2 separate regions of the Macaca mulatta genome follow, and region 2 is linked to region 1. Evidence: chromatin contacts called from public Hi-C data. All regions are on one chromosome and are shown on one strand. Each heading gives the region's core, a stretch centred on a gene start, on an enhancer-like site or on the middle of the called end of the contact. The rest is flanking DNA. Distances are from core to core; before and after follow the strand shown. Region 1 holds the start of IRS1 (insulin receptor substrate 1). Region 2 overlaps RHBDD1 (rhomboid domain containing 1).

Region 1 (4,872 bases), core at 772-3,271:
TTTTATCATCTCTCTTTTTTCTTGTCTAGGGTAAAACCAGGCACACAGTTACACTTTTCCACCAACTTCAGGCGTCTCTATTCTTCACCTCCCTGCCCCACCCTCCATAAGGCACTCTATACCCCCAGAATTTCGGTCACTGTGAGTGCCGCCTCGCTTCCATTTCCAAATATCTGCTATTAATAGCCTTGCTATAGTGGGCACGTGTGCCCACATCACCAAGCTGTCAGAGGAAAAGGAGGGAGGGCTTTCAATTCAACATGTGTACTCAAATTATAGATTAACCAGGTTTAGATGAGGCTGCAGAACGACCGGGAACAGGAAGGAGAGAGGAGAAACGGGAGGCTCCCAGGCTTGGGTAGGGAGGAGCCCCTCTGCAGATGCCCAATCCCCCTAATTTACGTATCGCACGCCTCTGAATGGCGCTCATGGTTCTTTTTCTCCTTCATCATCATCATCTTCTTCTTTTTCTTTTTCTTTTTTTACTACGCTTTGCAACCTACCTTGGTACCCTCAACCCTTCTCCCCCACCTTCCCTCTGCAGTGCAAGGCTTGAAAAACAGGCCATCCCACCAATCAGCAGGCCGCCCAGGGAAACTCGCCCCGCCCCTCAGCCCGCATTGGGCCGAGGCGCGCTCCCCCGCGGCCCGGAGGGTCCGGGCCACTGAGCATGCCCAGCGCCTGGACTGCAGAGTGCCCCGCCAACATCCCGCAGTGCTTGGAAGCCCCAGGCCGAGGAGGGTCTCGTAGTAGTAAATGGGCGGCAACCCCAAACGGGCCGGGCATCAAAATGAGACAGCATTAAACCGAGTGACATCTGTGTGGGTCCTTAGTGCCAGGCGAGCAAGCAGGGACAAACTGCTTGTTTATAGGTCAGCTTAAAAAATAAAAAAACTTTGGGGAACATTTGCTTGTGGGGAGACTGATACCGCAAGGTGACCCTGAAAGGGGCGCTTCAAGGAGACCCAGGCTGCTGATCTGGTCCATTCATGAAGTACCCATTTTCCTGTACAGTTGAGCTGGCACCATCCTTGTTTTCTCCCTATTATCCTTGTGGTCAAGGTTAAAAATTTATAGGGTGGTTCAATGGGTGTGGGAGCTGTGTGTGAAAAAAACATTTCAGCCAATATTTGCACAGTAGGGTTTTGGCCTTATGAACCCTCTGAAGGTCCCTAACAGCTTTTTAAAGTCACGGATAGACTTCGGAATATGATAAGGGACCTCTCATTTCCCCTCCCCCATGCCCTCAGCCTTATGTGTGAATCCCCCCTCACTCGGATGGGCAAGGGGAGCAGGAGAAACGGTGATATTTACATTTTCTCCCTAATTGATCAGCAGCTAATCCCACAGCGCCGGATGTGAGACACTTCCTGGGGATCCCTGTTCTCCTTTTGCAGTGACCATAACTGCTCCGAGTCACTGCCCTTCGGCGTCCCTCTGTGCCTTCCAGGTACCTCACGGCAGCAAATCTGGGGATCCCAAGGTGGAGGGCTGGCCCAGAAGTCCTTTAGAAAACCTTACAAAAATACAGATCCCTCACCATGGCCTATCGCCCTGAAGCCGAAATGTAGCTTTTAAATTTCCTGGGAGAAAAAGCCTTGACTAGAAACCTTCCTCCCGTGGGTAAGTCTTACCTGCTAGGTAAGAGGCAGCCCAGCTCCCGCGCCCCCGCCTTCCCCCGGTCTCCCACTCGGGGCTCTGTAGCCGCAGTGCCCCCCCCGTCGCCCCCCACCCTCACTCCTGCGTCTTCTCGAGCTCGCCCCCTCCCGTTTTCCCAGACTCCCCTCGTGCGTTCGGGTAGCCACCCAAACACCCCCGCCCGCGCCCACCGCGGGGATTCCTGCGGGCCGGGGGCGCCCTGGGTGGCGCGCGGTGAGGGAGGCGCTGCGCCTGGGCTGGCGGCCGCGCAGGGGCGCTGTCCTAGCGCTGCGCCGGGGCTCGGCGCGGGCGCCGCTGCAGTACGGCCGGGGGGCGGAGAGGGGCGGGCGCGGGGCGGGCTCGGCCCGGAATGTAGAGACCCGGGCGGGAGCCTCCCGGCGGCGGCGGCTGCCCGGCTGCCGAGCGCGGAGGCTCCGTCACGTGTTTTTCTCCTCCGAGTGAGACGGCGGCGCGGTCGGAGGGGGCCGGCGCGCAGAGCCAGACGCCGCCGCTTGTTTTGGTTGGGGCTCTCGGCAACTCTCCGAGGAGGAGGAGGAGGAGGAGGAGGGAGGAGGGGGGAAGTAACTGCAGCGGCAGCGCCTCCCTAGGAACAGGCGTCTTCCCCGAACCCTTCACAAACCTCCCCCATCGCCTCTCGCCCTTGTCCCCTCCCCTCCTCCCCTGCCGACTGGAGCGAGGGGCAGGGATGAGCCTGTCCCTCCGGTCGGTCCCCAGCTGCACTGGCTGCCCGGTAGCGTTTCGCATGGAAAAGCCACTTTCTCCGCCCGCCGAGATGGGCCCGAATGGGGGCTGCAGAGGACGCGCCCGCGGGCGGCGGCAGCAGCAGCAGCAGCAGCAACAGCCGCAGCGCCGCGGTCTCTGCGATTGAGCTGGTATTTGGGCGGCTGGTGGCGGCTGGGACGGTTGGGGGGTGGGAGGAGGCGAAGGAGGAGGGAGAACCCCGTGCAACGTTGGGACTTGGCAACCCGCCTCCCCCTGCCCAAGGATATTTAATTTGCCTCGGGAATCGCTACTTCCAGAGGGGAACTCAGGAGGGAAGGCGCGCGCGCGCGCTCCTGGAGGGGCACCGCAGGGACCCCCGACTGTCGCCTCCCCGCACCGGACTCCAGCTGGGGCGACGAGAGATGCATCTTCGCTCCTTCCTGGTGGCGGCGGCGACTGAGAGGAGACTTGGCTCTCGGAGGATCGGGGCTGTCCTCACCCCGGACGCACTGCCTCCCCGCCGGGCGTGAAGCGCCCGAAAACTCCGGTCGGGCTCTCTCCTTGGCTCAGCAGCTGCGTCCTCCTTCAGCAGCCCCTCCCTGGCGCGGGGGGCGGCGTGGATTTCGGAGTCGGGGTTTCTGCTGCCTCTAGCCCTGTTTGCATGTGCGGGGCCACAGCGAGGAGCCTCCGCCCCCCACCCGGTTGTTTTTCGGCGCCTCCCTCTGCTCAGTGGCGGTGGCGGCGGCAGCAGCATGGCGAGCCCTCCGGAGAGCGATGGCTTCTCGGACGTGCGCAAGGTGGGCTACCTGCGCAAACCCAAGAGCATGCACAAACGCTTCTTCGTACTGCGCGCGGCCAGCGAGGCTGGGGGCCCGGCGCGCCTCGAGTACTACGAGAACGAGAAGAAGTGGCGGCACAAGTCGAGCGCCCCCAAACGCTCGATCCCCCTTGAGAGCTGCTTCAACATCAACAAGCGGGCTGACTCCAAGAACAAGCACCTGGTGGCTCTCTACACCCGGGACGAGCACTTTGCCATCGCGGCGGACAGCGAGGCGGAGCAAGACAGCTGGTACCAGGCTCTCCTACAGCTGCACAACCGTGCCAAGGGCCACCACGACGGAGCTGCGGCCCTCGGGGCGGGAGGTGGCGGGGGCAGCTGCAGTGGCAGCTCCGGCGTTGGTGAGGCTGGGGAGGACTTGAGCTACGGTGACGTGCCCCCAGGACCCGCGTTCAAAGAGGTCTGGCAGGTGATCCTGAAGCCCAAGGGCCTGGGTCAGACAAAGAACCTGATTGGTATCTACCGCCTCTGCCTGACCAGCAAGACCATCAGCTTCGTGAAGCTGAACTCGGAGGCAGCCGCCGTGGTGCTGCAGCTGATGAACATCAGGCGCTGCGGCCACTCGGAGAACTTCTTCTTCATCGAGGTGGGCCGTTCTGCCGTGACGGGGCCCGGGGAGTTCTGGATGCAGGTGGATGACTCCGTGGTGGCCCAGAACATGCACGAGACCATCCTGGAGGCCATGCGGGCTATGAGCGATGAGTTCCGCCCTCGCAGCAAGAGTCAGTCCTCGTCCAACTGCTCCAACCCCATCAGCGTCCCCCTGCGCCGGCACCATCTCAACAACCCCCCGCCCAGCCAGGTGGGGCTGACCCGACGATCTCGCACTGAGAGCATCACTGCCACCTCCCCGGCCAGCATGGTGGGCGGGAAACCAGGCTCCTTCCGCGTCCGCGCCTCCAGTGACGGCGAAGGCACCATGTCCCGCCCAGCCTCGGTGGATGGCAGCCCTGTGAGTCCGAGCACCAACAGAACCCACGCCCACCGGCATCGGGGCAGCGCCCGGCTGCACCCCCCGCTCAACCACAGCCGCTCCATCCCCATGCCAGCTTCCCGCTGCTCGCCTTCGGCCACCAGCCCCGTCAGTCTGTCGTCCAGCAGCACCAGCGGCCATGGCTCCACCTCGGATTGTCTCTTCCCACGGCGATCTAGTGCTTCGGTGTCTGGTTCTCCCAGCGATGGCGGTTTCATCTCCTCAGATGAGTATGGCTCCAGTCCCTGCGATTTCCGGAGTTCCTTCCGCAGTGTGACTCCGGATTCCCTGGGCCACACCCCACCAGCCCGCGGTGAGGAGGAGCTAAGCAACTATATCTGCATGGGCGGCAAGGGGCCCTCCACCCTGACCGCCCCCAACGGTCACTACATTTTGTCTCGGGGTGGCAATGGCCACCGCTACACCCCAGGAACAGGCTTGGGCACGAGTCCAGCCTTGGCTGGGGATGAAGCATCCAGTGCTGCGGATCTGGATAATCGCTTCCGAAAGAGAACTCACTCTGCAGGCACATCCCCTACCATTACCCACCAGAAGACCCCGTCCCAGTCCTCAGTGGCTTCCATTGAGGAGTATACAGAGATGATGCCTGCCTACCCACCAGGAGGTGGCAGTGGAGGCCGACTGCCGGGACACAGGCACTCTGCCTTCGTGCCCACCCACTCCTACCCAGAGGAGGGTC
Region 2 (4,711 bases), core at 1,259-3,758, 190 kb before region 1:
ACCGTGCACAGAAATGAAGAACTGTTCAAAATGCAATTATTGGATCCCCTCCAGCCCCTCACCACAGATTCTGATGCAGTAAGTGGTGGTTGGAGCCCAGGAACTTCATTTTAATGAGCACCCAGATGACTCTGTTGCAGATAATGTATCAAGTCACTGAGAAATGCTGTGGCAAATGAATTCACTTCAACCAGATGTGGGTTCATATTGGGGCTCCACCAGGATCTGGCACAGGTCACTTCCCTCCCTGGGCCTCAGGCCCCTCATCTGTACCCAGAGGGGGCCTGGACCTCTGACTCCCACACAGAGGTTCGAGTGTCCATGACTGTTTGGTTCCCAGTGAGACACAGGGGTCGGGTGGCAGACAGATGGGAGAGTGCAAATGTGTCACAGCAGCAACCCGCCTCACTGGCCAGCTGCCTGGGCAGCTTCTCTGGAGACTGTCGCCTGTCCTACCAGCTAGCTGCTCATGACTTTTGGCAGCTGGTAGAGAAGCAGCCACGCTATGCTCCTTGGCAATGTCCTCCAACACACTTTGTCTCTCTTCAGTGCCATCCTCCCATCCCAATGTTTCCATTTTTTTTTTATTAAAGTTCTGGGATATGTGTGCAGAACGTGCAGGTTTGTTACATAGGTATACATGTGCCATGGTGGTTTGCTGCACCCATCAACCTGTCGATCTAGGTTATAAGTCCTGGATGCATTGGGTATTTCTCCTAATGCTATGCCTCCCCTTGCCCCCACCCCCCGACAGGCCCTGGTGTGTGATTTTCCCCTCCCTGTGTCCATGTGTTCTCATTGTTCAACTCCCACTTATGAGAAAGAACATGCAGTGTTTGGTTTTCTGTTCCTGTGTTACTGTGCTGAGAATGATGGTTTCCAGCTTCATCCATGTCCCTGCAAAGGACATGAACTCATTCTTTTTTATGGCTCCATAGTATTCCATGGTGTATATGTGCCACATTTTCTTTATCCAGTCTATCACTGATGGGCATTTGGGTTGGCCCAAGTCTGCTATTGTGAATAGTGCTGCAATAAGCATACATGGTGCATGTGTCTTTATAGTAGAATGATTTATAATTCTTTGGGTATATACCCAATAATGGGATTGCTGAGTCAAATGGTATTTCTGGTTCTAGATCCTTGAGGAATCACCACACTATCTTCCACAATGGTTGAACTAATTTACACTCCCACCAACAGTGTAAAAGCGTTCCAATTTTCCACATCCCTCTCCAGCATCTGTTGTTTCCTGACTTTTTAATGATCACTATTCAAACTGGCATGAGATGATATCTCATTGTGGTTTTGATTTGCATTTCTCTAATGACCAGTGATGATGAGCTTTTTTTCATATGCTTCTTGGCCACATGAATGTGTTCTTTTGAGAAGTGTCTGTTCATATCCTTTACCCGCTTTTTGATGGGGTTATTTTTTTTTTGTAAATTTTTTAAATAAACTTTTTATTTTGGAATAATTTTAAATTTATGTAAAAGTTGCAAAGATACTACAGACAAGTCAATTCCCTAAATGTTAACATCTTACAGTACATTTGTCGAAACTAAGAAACCAACATTGATACGTTCCGTTGAACTAAATTCCAGACATTTAGATTTCCCCAGTTTTTTCACTAATTTCCTTTTTCTGTTCGGGGTCCAATCCTGGAGACCACAGGGCATTTTGTTATCAAGTCTCCTTAGTCTCTTTCGGTCTGTGGCTCTTTCTGAGTTCTTTCTTGACCCCCATGACCTTCACAGTCTTGAGTGGTAGCGGCCAGATATCGTGAAGAATGTCATTCGGTCTGGTTTGTCTGCTATTTGTCCTCATGGTTAGACTGGGGTTATGGGTTTTGGTGAAGAATACCACAGAGGTGAAATGCCCTCATCACATATCAATGTGCTGTCAACATGACTTATCACTGGTGACGTTAACCTTGAGCACTTAGATAAGTAGTGCTTTCACCAGGTTTCTCCACTTTGAATTGTTTCTTTTCTAAATGAGTTCCAAGGGAATAAAGCTTTGGCCTTTGCCACTAAGAGTTACCTGGATAAACTGGAAGAGGCGGGGGTGGGTAACTAAAGGTGGCTTTGTCACTCTGTCACCCCCTGCTTGGCCATGAGTAGGATACAGTGGTTTGGAATCATCCCTAACCTTGCTGGGTTCTGCACCCCTCATTCCAGATGAAGTGGGGTCTGCTAACGTTGGTACGGGTGTGTGAATCACCAGGAGGGCTGTTTAAGAAATAGCTGCTGATTGGGTGGGCTTGCCACAGAGCCCAGGCCGTTGTAGTTTTAATGAGCTCCCAGGTGACTCTGATGTACATCAGCTTTTGAGAACCACTGAGCTACAGCTCAGATTTTCTTGCAACTGAAAATATCCACGCGAGTTTCATTCTGGTATTTATATCTGCCAGCAGGTGGAACCAGAGGCCTATGACATTAAATCCACTGACGAAAACTAGGACAAATTCCAGTCAACAAAGCATTCCGCATTGTAAGCAGAATTAGGGTTATTTTGAAACAGATGGGCGCTACAGAGGCTGCTGCACTGAATATTATGGAGTTGTTTATTGTCTAGATGGCCTGAAACCCAGGAATTATTTGCCAGCATCTAGCAGTTTCTATGTCATATTAGAATTCTTCCAGAGCAGAGGAGACTGACAAGGCACTGGGAGAGATATAGATACAGATACGGATATGAATGCAGATAGTTTAACTATTTCTAATTCTGAATTTCCTCCTGCTATTGTGCATGCTGCCTTGTGTTAGTGAGTGCTTTGCAGGAATCATCCGGAGCCTCCTTAATATGCTAACTCCAAATCAGAGGAGATAAACAGACACAATCTATGGTAATAAGACAATCAATCCTAGATGCAGTAATACTCAAAATGATCTATGTTAGGCCTAACCAGGTGGTACTGGTTACTGGCTCACATTATCACTCAAACCACCCCCAAAACTTGTACTTGTCCCCAATCCTCCTCTTTGCGTCTGCCCCTCCTCCTCAGCCCCCACCCCAACCCCAGGAGAGCATCAGAAGGGCGGAAGTGAGATAAAAGGCCCATCTAGCTCCCATTCTGACTGTGCCTGATGCCTGGTTCAGAGTGCACACTGCTGTCTAAGGACACTCAGAACTTGGTTTGACTTGGGGGTTTTTCTGCTCTAGCACTGAGTGAATGTACAAGACCAGGGCTTATAAAGTGAGTATTCCATGAGTTCTAGGAATCTGCAAAAATCTCCAGCACCAGTGGTTCCTTTCAGGAGAATATTTCTAATTCCTTAGTCTATGACCCCAGGGAGTTAGCTGTTGCTGTTCTGCCTGGTATGCCTAGGCTCAGAGAGGTCACAAAGGCTGTCATGGACTCAATGTTTGTGTTCCCTCAAAATTCATACTTTGAAGTCCTAACCCTCAATGTGATGGTATGTGGAGGTGGGGCCTTTGGGAGGTAATTAGGTTTCCATGAGACAGGATGGTGGAGCCCCCGTGGTGGTATTGGTACCCTTATCAGGGAATGAAGAGGCCAGAGCTCGCACTCTCTGCCATGTGAGGTCACAGTGAGAAGGCGGCCATCTATAATCCAGGAAGAGGGCCCCACCAGAACCTGATCATATTAGTACCTGGAACTTCGAGCCTCCAGAACTGTGAGAAATACATTTTTGTGGTTTAAGCCACCCAGTCCATGGCGGTATTTTGTTAAGGTGGCCTAAACTCACTAAGACAGCATCTTTGAAGTTGGCAGCTTGGCAACTGGTAGTTCAGCAGGTGCCGGCTGTCACAGCTGCTGGGCAGGCCCCCAGTGATCAGAGGGGTGAACAGATGTGCTTTCTGGTGGAGAAGAAAGCACATCTTTCTTGGGACCCTGTCCTAAGTGGTGGTTTCATAATTGCCTGGGACAGCAGCTCCCTCCCTCCAAGGGACACAATGCCAGCTGCATGGCTCACCCTCCTACACGAGCAGGGGCAGTTCCTCCATTCACAAATGACAAGGTCCCCCACACCATTGCATTTTGCCCAGGTGCTCAAATCTCCTGTTCAAATAAAGGTACAAAGAAGCATTTTTGATAACATTGAGACCTGTTTTGTTTTTTTCTCACTCCCTTCCACTTGAGTTTCAAACCACAGAGACGGCCCAATTTCCAGTCCTTCAAACCAAGGGTCAAGGGAATGTTTTCATTGACTTTTGAAATCAAAGACCATTTGAAATTAGCCAACATTTCCCTCAGAAACCTCAATCTTCTTAAAACACTCTTTAACCTTTGTACATGAAAAAAAGTACAAGTAAACATCGTTCCAAGCATTCAAGGAATAAGGAAAAAAAAAAAAAAAAAAAAGACAAGCCAGTGGGAAAAGAACTTTGAAAAGGGACAAAAAGTTGGCAACTTCTGCTGAGAACAACCATCCCCGAGTGGTCAAGTTTAGGTCACATTGGACAACCACGGCAGATAACCATGTGTCTAGTAAAACAAGGCTGTTGGGCCTGGGAAAAGAAGTGGATTGAGGTGGCTGGCCCCCAGGGTGGGTAGCCTGACTGACTAGCAGCAAGTAAAGTGAACCACATAAGTGGCCCCAGGTCCCACACCTACCCAATACTTCCATGCCACCTTCCCGCAGAAAACACAGCATTCTTCGAAGGGCTAAAGACTAGATGCTGGATCTAGAACAGTGATTCTCAAACCCACGTCGGGGAGCTTGGTGAGAGGCAGATTCTAGGG

The links. A called contact is a pair of places that touch in the nucleus more often than the background predicts.
Region 2: a contact with region 1 is called in a Hi-C map of fetal cortex germinal zone, with 4 times the contacts expected there. The contact joins the enhancer-like site here to the promoter of IRS1 in region 1. A contact is called at or near these places in 4 of 14 Hi-C or Micro-C datasets (fetal cortex germinal zone, fetal cortical plate, fibroblasts and 1 more).

The regions. Positions count from the first base shown.
Region 1 is chr12:132,062,408-132,067,279 of T2T-MMU8v2.0, reverse strand. It overlaps IRS1 (insulin receptor substrate 1), which reads left to right and starts at 2,021. Exons shown (of 2, transcript XM_015111186.3): 1 at 2,021-4,872. The coding sequence starts at 3,114.
Region 2 is chr12:132,251,773-132,256,483 of T2T-MMU8v2.0, reverse strand. All of the region lies in intron 6 of RHBDD1 (rhomboid domain containing 1), which reads right to left. Among named protein-coding and RNA genes, the nearest start is that of RHBDD1, 150 kb to the right of the region's middle. Within about 2 kb of position 2,508, at least 14 of the 40 cell types and tissues checked have an H3K27ac peak or open chromatin away from gene starts, as enhancers often do. A contact at or near this core is called in fetal cortex germinal zone and fetal cortical plate, where this site is marked.